Regions from separate parts of the Rattus norvegicus genome. Here region 1 is linked to region 2. The links are chromatin contacts, called in public Hi-C maps. All regions are on one chromosome and are shown on one strand. The core of a region is the stretch at or near the end of the contact, and the rest is flanking DNA. Distances in the headings are between cores, read along the strand shown. Region 1 holds the start of Pnpla6 (patatin-like phospholipase domain containing 6). Region 2 holds the start of Pex11g (peroxisomal biogenesis factor 11 gamma).

Region 1 (4,554 bases), core at 20-2,519, 62 kb after region 2:
GGCTAGGTGGCTGCTTCGAACATCACCTTCATCTCCTGAGAATTCTAGATTGGAGAGACGGGAGCCCAAGGAAGAACTTGTAGAAGGGAACATCCAAAGACTGGTAGGCAGAAAGGGCTTGGAGAAATAGTGGCAGTGCCAGGAAGTTATGGGGGGAGGGGGAGGATTTTACTGGGACTCTCCTCATTCTAAGTCACTGGTAGCAGATGTGTGCACTCTTCCCCATGTGGATGGATCTGTAGCCGAACTGCAGGTACCTTACTGTCACCCAGGCCCCAAGCAGCCACACTCAGTCTTGCCGGAACACCTAAATATCACACACATTCAGTACCTTTGGATGTAGTTCAGCCCTTATGCCCATTAACCGGTGTCACATTGCTCCAGCCGAGAAGTTGGATTGCTAAATCCAGTCTAGGCCTCTGGCCTGCAGCAGAGGGCACTAAACTAAGCCCGAGCGAGACCTGTGGCCACCCACATCCAGGCATAGGGAAGATTTCTACAGTGAAGCAAGCCACAAAGCAAAGGTCCAGAAGTGAGACCCAGAGTGGTCACATTGGAGAAACAGCAGGACATCCAGTCGACTGGACCAAACGCTTTCGAGGTCCGGGCATTCATGCTGGGTCCCGGGAACCATCTCTTTCCAGCACCCAGGAGGCACTGGCACAGAGAAGAGTGAGCTCCAGGCCTACATTGAGCAGTGCCAGGATAGCCCCACGTCTGGCAAGTTCCGTCGTGGAAGTGGCTCCACTTGTAGCCTTCTGTGCTGCTGTGGAAGGTTGGAACCCCAGGTCTGGGTTGCGTATTAACAGGGGCAGGGGAAGAAGTGCGTGCCAGAGAGACCCGATGCCCCTTCTTTCCATTTCTCTCTTCCAGGAACTCTCCGGAGGACCATTCACTGCTGGTGAACTGATCCAAGATGATTGCCACTAGACTTTATCCCCATGTACTGCTGGGACCCCAGCTTATTTATTTTTAGAATTCGCTTTAAAAGATCTGCTTCTGACAGGCCTTGTGAGGGCTTGGGCAGATCGAATCGGACACTGGGGAAGGGAGGGCATGGAGGGTGGCTGTTAAATAAAAGGGAACATAAATGCGGTGGTCTAATTTGTAACTGGTGAGGCAGCCCTTTCATAAATTGTCAGCTCCTTTAAGAGGCCGCCACACTAGGCATGGCTGGCGCAGTGCGACCTTCCAACCATGGCGGGAGGCGGGGATGGGGCGTGCCCTGCAGCAGAATAATTTAAAGGTGCCGCGTCCGAGGCGGCGGACAGAAAACTAGGGGTGTTGGCCGACGCTGGGTGGACCTGGTTGCAGCTCCTGAGTGGTCCGAGTTTCCATTGATGGAGCAAAGGTGTTCCTTCGAGGACCATTAGCAAGCTTCGGCTTTGCCCCTGATCGATTTGTCCTGATTCCGGGTAGGTCCCGACTTTTTGATGCTCCAATACTACCCCACCCCCATCCCTAAGTTCCTGGTCCCGGTGTTTCCGCATCGCTAGCCAGATTCGACCTGGAGTACGGAAAGGGAGTAGTCGATCTTAACAATCTTCCAGGTAACATCTTAGGGCCTTGCAACCCCTCTAAATTTCCACGAATAGTCTAAAGGCACCAAAAAGGTCTCCAGCGTCCCAGAAGAGTCCCGGTAGCATTCCTACCTCCCTCGGTCTCTTCCTGGAAGCTCCTAGACTCCTTAGTAGTAGGTGTATCTCCAGATCTCAGTAACTTTCCAGTGCATCGTTCCTTCCTTCAACCCTCCCCCTAATTCCGGCGTCCCTGGTTACACCTCCTGCACCATCCCACTAATCGCAGGATGCTCCTCACCGCGAGACCCGGTAACTTTCCCTTTACGTGAGAGTGAAATCTCCAAGCTTAAGCCTATAACACTTGGGAGCTCACCTTACACCGATTGCCCTAGAGCCCCCTTTTCAATAGATCCCACAGAAGTGCTCCTCTACGCCCCAGCTTCCTTGATGGGGCAGGCTTGGGTCAGGAGCCCGAAGTCCAATGGTCGCCTCAGCCTCCTGGCTTACAGGTCCTGGTTTCTCCTGGAGTGGGACAGAGAGTCTTTACGGGGTGTAGGAGGGGGTCTCGCCTGAGGGTATCAAGAGTAGTCAGACTTATGGAAGGCCGGGCTAAGGAAGGAGCCACTGCCAGAAGAGAACATGGCTTAAGGGCACCTGCAGCGAGCTGCTAACTGTGGGTGGCAGGACCGCTACCCTTTGGCCACTGGGTGCAGGCGCTGGGGAGTCTGGTCGGCCTTATGTGTAAGTGAAGTAGATCAAGGAACTGGGGCCGGTCTCACCCCTTGATCTAGGCTGGGTGGTCAATTTGCCCCTATCCTTCTGTCTAGCAGTACCCCCTCTAGACGCTCTCACCCCAACCCCGGCGGATGGAGTCACTCCTGCCAAAGGTATCTAGGGGGCGTGGCTTTTGAGACGAGATAGGGGAAGAGCTTGTGGTCAGGGCTGGGTAGGTTTGATTGACATCTTCTTCTGGTCCCTTCTGCTCCTCGATTTCCAGGACTGCAGGCTACCAGACCTGCTCCCTAGTCCGAAACAATCAATGGAGGCCCCACTGCAAACCGGAATGGTAAGGGTTGGGGAATTTTTGCACCGGACTACAACTCCCGGCGGGCTTGCGGCACACCACGCGATTCTCTCTTCGAGAACCGTGTGTGAGGACGAAACTACGTTTCCCGGCATGCATCACGGGATACCTAGTCTCTGGGAAGGTTTAGTCGCTCCCCCCGCCCCCGTAGGAGGTGGGAAGGAAACAGGCATTGACCCATTCTGCAGATGGGGACACCGAGTCACGAGCTGAATACGACCTCCTCCGGGTCAGAGGTGATTCGAAAGGCCCTGGAGGAGGGCTTGGGGCGACGGATATGCGTTGCCCAGCCTGTGCCGTTCGTTCCGCAGGTGCTGGGCGTGATGATCGGGGCCGGAGTGGCGGTGCTGGTCACCGCCGTACTCATCCTCTTGGTGGTGCGAAGGCTACGGGTGCAAAGTGAGGATTCGAAGGGCCGTTCTCGGGGAATACTATAGGGATGGAGGGGGAGCTGCTGTACCCGGAGACACCAAGCGGCTGGGGTGGGGAATTTGTTGAAGCCTGCGCGGAGATCAAAGCGCCGTCTCCCTCCCCCTCCCCCAATCCCTAGAAACTCCAGCCCCGGAGGGTCCCCGGTATCGGTTCCGGAAGCGGGACAAAGTGCTTTTCTATGGCCGGAAGATTATGCGGAAGGTGAGTTCCAAGACCTGGCTGAGCACAGAGGACCTGCCCTTTCCCTATTTACACTTATTAGTGGACAGCTCTGCCTTTATTAAGGTCTCCTTGGATCTGCCCTTCCTCTCTCTCCAATTGACTCAATATTCTAAATTCTCCCAGGTGTCACAATCCACTTCTTCCCTGGTGGACACATCAGTCTCCACCACTTCCCGACCCCGCATGAAGAAGAAACTGAAGATGCTTAACATTGCCAAGAAGTAAGGCTGACACTGAGTGTATTGGGTGCCAGACGGGTCAACCCACACCGTGGTTTTTGTATTTCAGAGTTCTTGAATCATGTGGGCTGTCTGGGGAAATAGTCCCACAGCAGAGGGACATCTCAAAGCCCTCTCTTGGTAGGGGCTATCATCAGAGTTCTGCCATCCCAGACATGAAACTTCTGGTGTGGGCATGCTTGTCACTTAAGGCTTGTTTCATAATGTTTCCCTGTCCCTGGAGACTATCTACAGCGGAAGATTTAGAAATCTACACCTGCTGTCTTGCCATAGTGGAGTTTATTCAAGGTGGCTTGTTGCAGTTATCTCAGATCTGGCTGGCTGGAGGGGCTGTTCCACAATTCTTTTCTCCAGGGGCATCATTCTGTTCAGACAGGAAAGCATCTCTCTGGAGTTGTCAAGTAGTGTGTGTGTGTGTGTGTGTGTGTGTGTGGTGTTGGTGGTGTTGTGGGGCTATCTCAAGTACAGTGTGTGTTGTTATTGGTAGTGGTGGTGGGGGCTACCTCAAGTAGTGTGTGTGTGTGTGTTGTTGTTGTTGTTATTATTATTGTTGTTGTTGTTTGCTTGGGTTTGTTTTGTTTTTTGAGACAAGGTTTTATTTAACCCAGGCTGGCCTCGAACTTTCCGTATGGCCAAGACTGACATTGACTCCTTTGTATTGGGATTATAGGCATGTGTCCCTATGCCTGGTTTATATGTTCCTGAGGGTTAAATTCAAGGCTTTTTTCCATGCCAGGCCAGCACGCTGCTAACTGAGCCACATCCCCATTCATTCATTCACTCATTCACTCATTCATTCATTCACTCATTTTTTTGCAGCAAGCACTCTGTCATTGAACTGTATCAGAAGCCCTTGCTTCGGTTAAATTTTTTATTATTTAAATCGTATTGATTGTGGATGTGTTTGTATGTGGTATGTACGTCTTATAGCATGCACCACGTGGGTGTCAGGGATCGGATGAGTTCAAGGTTGTAAGGCTTGGCAGAAAGCCCCTTTACCCACAAGCCATCTTGCTGGCCCTACTCTTTTGTTTTTCCAGTGTATTTTATTTACTTG
Region 2 (4,613 bases), core at 1,545-4,044:
TGCACAGCCTGCACTGGTTTATTGTTGTTGTTTGCTTGTTTGTTTTCTGAGACGTTCTCTCTCACAGTCCTGAAGCTAGGCTGCTTGGGCAGTGTCCCCAAGGATCCTCCCCCAATGCCTCTCCAGAAGGGGACTGCAAGCACAAGCCTCCGCACACACTTTATTCTACGCGGGCTTTGGGAATCACACTCAGGTTCTCAAGATGACACAAGCATTTCACCGACTGAGCTATGTGTGTCAAACCCCAGATCCACTTACCTCTATTTCTCATGTGCTAGGATGACAAGCATAGCCCCCCTCCCCGCCCCTGGGGACTTTCAGTGTGTGTGTGTGTGTGTGTGTGTGTGTGTGTGTGTGTGTGTGTGTGCGCGCGCACACACATATGGGAGTGTTCAAAAGAGACCTTTCAGGAGTGCTGTCTCTGTCCACCTCAACTCAGGGGCAGTGTGTGTGGCTTAACAGTAAAGTGCTTAGGCATCACGTACAAGGCTCCAGTTCTTCGGCCAATGCTGCCATACAAAATAAGGTCACACGGTTGGAAGTAGCCACGGAAGCCATTGCTCTTGTTCCTTGGGAAGTTCTAGTCCCCTCTCCCTACATACAGCCCCCACTGACTCTGTTACCTCTGCCCCCAGGCCATACTGTTTAGTGTAGACAAACATGGCCAGGTCATCGAAGAGTCGCAAGACAGTCCTGCAGTGACTGAGCTGGGCTGACACCACCAGCAAGCGCCGTCCCACTTCGGACCTGCTGGGACACTGTTCCACTAGGACCCCACCGATGAGCTGGCAGCCATACCCCAGTGTCCGGATCTGTGGGAGACCAGAAGCAGTTACCACGGTCCCAATCATGGCTGAGCTGCAATCCCCACCACACACGCAGCCCTTTAGGATGGAACCTGGAAAGAGTTGGAAGAGTTGCTGGCCATGGTGGCTCAAGTCTATATTTCTCAGTACTTGAGACTGAGGCAGGAGGATCACCCCCAAGTTCAAAGCTAGCCTGGGCTACCCGGTCTCAAAAAACCAGGAAGTTGTAAGAGTTAAACTTGCAATCCAATCTGAAAGGTTTTTATCTTCTTTTCTTATGCTTGCTGAGGCTGGCCGCCAGTTTCACCTCACTCACCACATAGCCAGCAAGTCACCATCATTCCCCTGCCTCAGCATCCACAGGCTGTAATAACAAGCATGAGGCACTAAACCTGGCTAAAACAGAAACCCTCTCTCTCTCTCTCTCTCTCTCTCTCTCTCTCTCTCTCTCTCTCTCTCTGTCTCAATTTATTTATTATATGTACACTGACGCTGTCTTCAGACACACCAGAAGAGGGCATCGGCATCGGATCCCATTACAGATGGTTGTGAGCCATCATGTGGTTGCTGGGATTTGAACTCAGGACCTCTAGAAGAGCAATCAGTGCTCTAACCACTGAGCAATCTCTCCAGACCCCCCCCCCTTCCTTTTCTTTAAAGATGTAACTTTATTGTGGTTGTTAATTTGAGATGAGGTCTCACATAGCCCAGGCTAGCCAGACATTGGTCATGATTAGAATTCCTAATCCTCCTGCTTCCACCTCCCAAACTCTGGAATGAGAGGTGTACAGCAACACATCCGGTGTGCGGGGGACTGAGACCAAGTCCTCCTGCATGCTACATAAGCACTCTACCAACTGAGCCAACATCCCAGGCTCAGAGGTTAAGATGAGAGCTTAATTCATCAGAATTCAAAAGGGGCCACATAGCCAGGTGGTGAGGCACACCTGTCATCATAGCCAGTACTCGAGGAGCTGAGGCAGAAGGACAAGAAAGTTCAAGGTCAGCCGGAGCAACAAGGTAAGGTATAGGTAACCTGAACTATAGAACTGAACTACATAACAAGGCCCTGTTTCAACAAAGACAGAAGACAGAGGGGGAAGGGAAAGTGGGGAAAAGAGTTGTCATGGAGAGTCCCATTGGAGTGTCAGCTCAGTCACCAGTGGTTGAAATGACAGGTTCAATGGAAACAAAACTACCACCTCCTAGGCACTCCTTTGCCCATAGACAGGGGCACAAGGCTCTTCCCACCCTAGCCATGCCTTCAGCAGGACTGAAAGAGCAGTCTTGGAGGCAAAACAGCAATTTGCCTGAAAGGCTTTAGAGAGGAGGCCATTCAATAAGAGACTTACAACAGACTTACAATGGGGAAATTCAGCAGGCTCACTACCCTTGTATCTTTGTTTCTTTTTCTCTCTTTCTTTCTTTCTTTCTTTTTTTTTTTTTTTTTTTTTTTTTTTTTGAGACAAGGTATCACGTAGCCCAGGCTGGCCTTGAACTACTGTTCTTTCCATTAAGAGTGCCGAGATCACAGGCCTGTACCAACATACCTGGTTTATGCGGTGCTGAGGACGAACCTTAAAGTTTCATCTATGCTAGGAAAGCAGTGGGCTACAATCCCAGATCTTTCACTATTTCATTTGCTGGTCAGAAATTACTAGTCGCAAGCTGTGTGTGACGATGGCACACACCTGTAAGGCCAGCACACACTTGTAAGGCCAGCAATTCGGGAGGCTGAGGTAGGAGGTTCTCATGTAAGACACCAGCCTGCCGATATCGGTCCCTTTAGGACCCCCTCTCTGGCCTGTTTTCCTCATCTCTGAGTCCTGACCAAACTCCAGGTCACTCCGGTCCCGCCACGGCCCCACGCTTCCTCTCACCAGGCGGTCCCGGCCCCTGTAGGACTCCAGCGCGGAAGCCAGACCGTTCAGCAGAGCCATGGCAACTCGATCGTGACGTCACCCGGGGCGGGGCCAAACTCCTTTCCGAAAGGTCCGAAGGTCGGCGCAGGCGCAACTGCCCGCCCTTTGTCCCAGTCCTGGTACCTTGTAGGCGAGCTAACCCGAACCCAGTTTGCAAAATGTATTGCTGCCACGTATGTACTCCCTGCCCATGGGCACCCAGAATGACCTTTAAAGCCCGTTGCAATTCGCTCCACGGCTGCTTAGGCAATTCCACAAGCAAAATGTTTCAAAAATTAATTCATTGTCCGCAGGGGGAAAAAATGCAAGTCAAAGCTCTTGTCAGACCCACACAAAGGGATTTCTCCTTCACTTGTAGGCTTCAAGTACCTGCTGTATCAGCTTGTCGGTCTGAGCCTCTGCGACTGGTGTCCTCTCATAAGGCATCTTGATTTTCATCTTCTTTGAGGAGTGATTAGATTTTTTTTTATTGTTGCCTTTTTTTTTTTTTTTTTAACTCAAGCTGTCCTTGAGCTCACCAAGTACTCAAACTGGCCTTACACTCCTTATTCAGTCTCCCAAGTGTTGGATGACAGGCATGTGGCACAAGGCCCCAAGACATCATAGATGTCACCAGGCTACTGGCACTTTAGAAGAAAAATTGAACCGGACGAGTACCTTTAATTCAAGCATTCAGGGGACAGGGGGCGGCAGAGGTTCTCAGTGAGTTCGAGGCCAGCCAGATCTACATAGGGAGCACGGGGCCAGCAGGATGGCACAATGGGTAGAGGCACATGTAGGTCAGGCCTGGAGACACCAGTTCCACCCTTGGGACTGGCATGGTCGAAGGTAAGAACTGACTGTGGGCAAGCTGTCCTCTGACCATGGTTACAGCCCGCGCTTGCACGCCTGCGCATGTGCGTGTGCGTGTGTGTAAAAGCAACTACAAAATATCCAAAGTTCTCTTCCACTCTTCCTTCCAGGAAGGACAAAAGTCAATCACTTAAAGGTGCTCGATCCACATCTATCAGGACACCGCACCAGAGGATTCACTTTAACCAGCCTGTTTTGTTTCGTTTTGTTTAGAGGGGGAAAAACACAAGTATTTTGAGGATTTGTTTTGAAACAGGATTTTATGTAGTCCAAGCTGGACCCCAAGTGAATTAATTTGTAGCCAAGACTGGCCTTGGACTCCTTATCCTCCTGCCTCCACCTCAAAAGTGCTGGCGTGACAGGTGTGTGTCACCAAGTCCGGTTTGTGCCGTGCTGGGATGGAACCCAAAGCTTTCTGCGTGCTAGGCTAATGTCCTACCTACTGAACAGCAGTCACAGCCCCGCCCCCGCCACATACACACACAGGAGCAGAATGAAGTGACAAAGAAAAGTCTCTCAGGGTGGTGAGTTATGCGTAGGCGGTTAAAGCCTAGATAAAGGTCAGGTAGTAAAGCTTACTGGGTAGGAGGTTGGGAATCTAGCTCAGTTAGAAAAGGAAAGATGGAGACTCCAGCAAAGGAATGATTTCACTCTGGTCTAACGTGGTGAAGCAGTGAGTTTATTGAGGTTTCTAACAGGAGCAGGGGTGATGCAAAAAGCTCTGAAAAGCTGCCCCAGGCTGGAGGACGACTGTGAAAGCCTAGAGCTTCCTGTTTGACTGGTAGGCAGCCTACCTATTCGGACAGTGTCCTCTCGCCATCAGCTCTGTGTGTGCGTGTGTGTGAGTGTGTGTATACGTGTGCACGTGAGGTGTGCTCATGTGAGCATAGGCTCTCAAGACTGTGTGTATGGGGGCCTCAGAGGCAGAAGCATTGAACCCCCTGGAGCTAGCTATGAGCTGCCTGAGGACGTAGGACTGAAAACGAATTTGGTCCTCTGGAGGAGACATATGAGCTTAAAACTCCTTGGCCAT

What was found. A called contact is a pair of places that touch in the nucleus more often than the background predicts.
Region 1: a Hi-C map of kidney shows a contact between it and region 2, with 2.0 times the contacts expected there. The contact joins the promoter of Pnpla6 here to the promoter of Pex11g in region 2. A contact is called at or near these places in 1 of 12 Hi-C or Micro-C datasets (kidney) and 1 of 1 datasets of contacts at active chromatin or transcription factors (oligodendrocytes).

The regions. Positions count from the first base shown.
Region 1 is chr12:6,371,042-6,375,595 of GRCr8, forward strand. It overlaps Pnpla6 (patatin-like phospholipase domain containing 6), which reads left to right and starts at 1,270. Exons shown (of 35, transcript NM_001427128.1): 1 at 1,270-1,415; 2 at 2,351-2,407; 3 at 2,518-2,586; 4 at 2,916-3,003; 5 at 3,155-3,237; 6 at 3,382-3,479. The coding sequence starts at 2,387. It overlaps Mcoln1 (mucolipin TRP cation channel 1), which reads left to right. Exons shown (of 14, transcript NM_001105903.1): 13 at 645-775; 14 at 874-1,110. The coding sequence ends at 910. LOC120095868 (a long non-coding RNA gene) reads right to left here and starts at 2,595. Exons shown (of 2, transcript XR_005491754.2): 1 at 1,894-2,595; 2 at 933-1,507.
Region 2 is chr12:6,307,592-6,312,204 of GRCr8, forward strand. Pex11g (peroxisomal biogenesis factor 11 gamma) reads right to left here and starts at 2,795. Exons shown (of 5, transcript NM_001105902.1): 1 at 2,687-2,795; 2 at 624-812. The coding sequence starts at 2,746.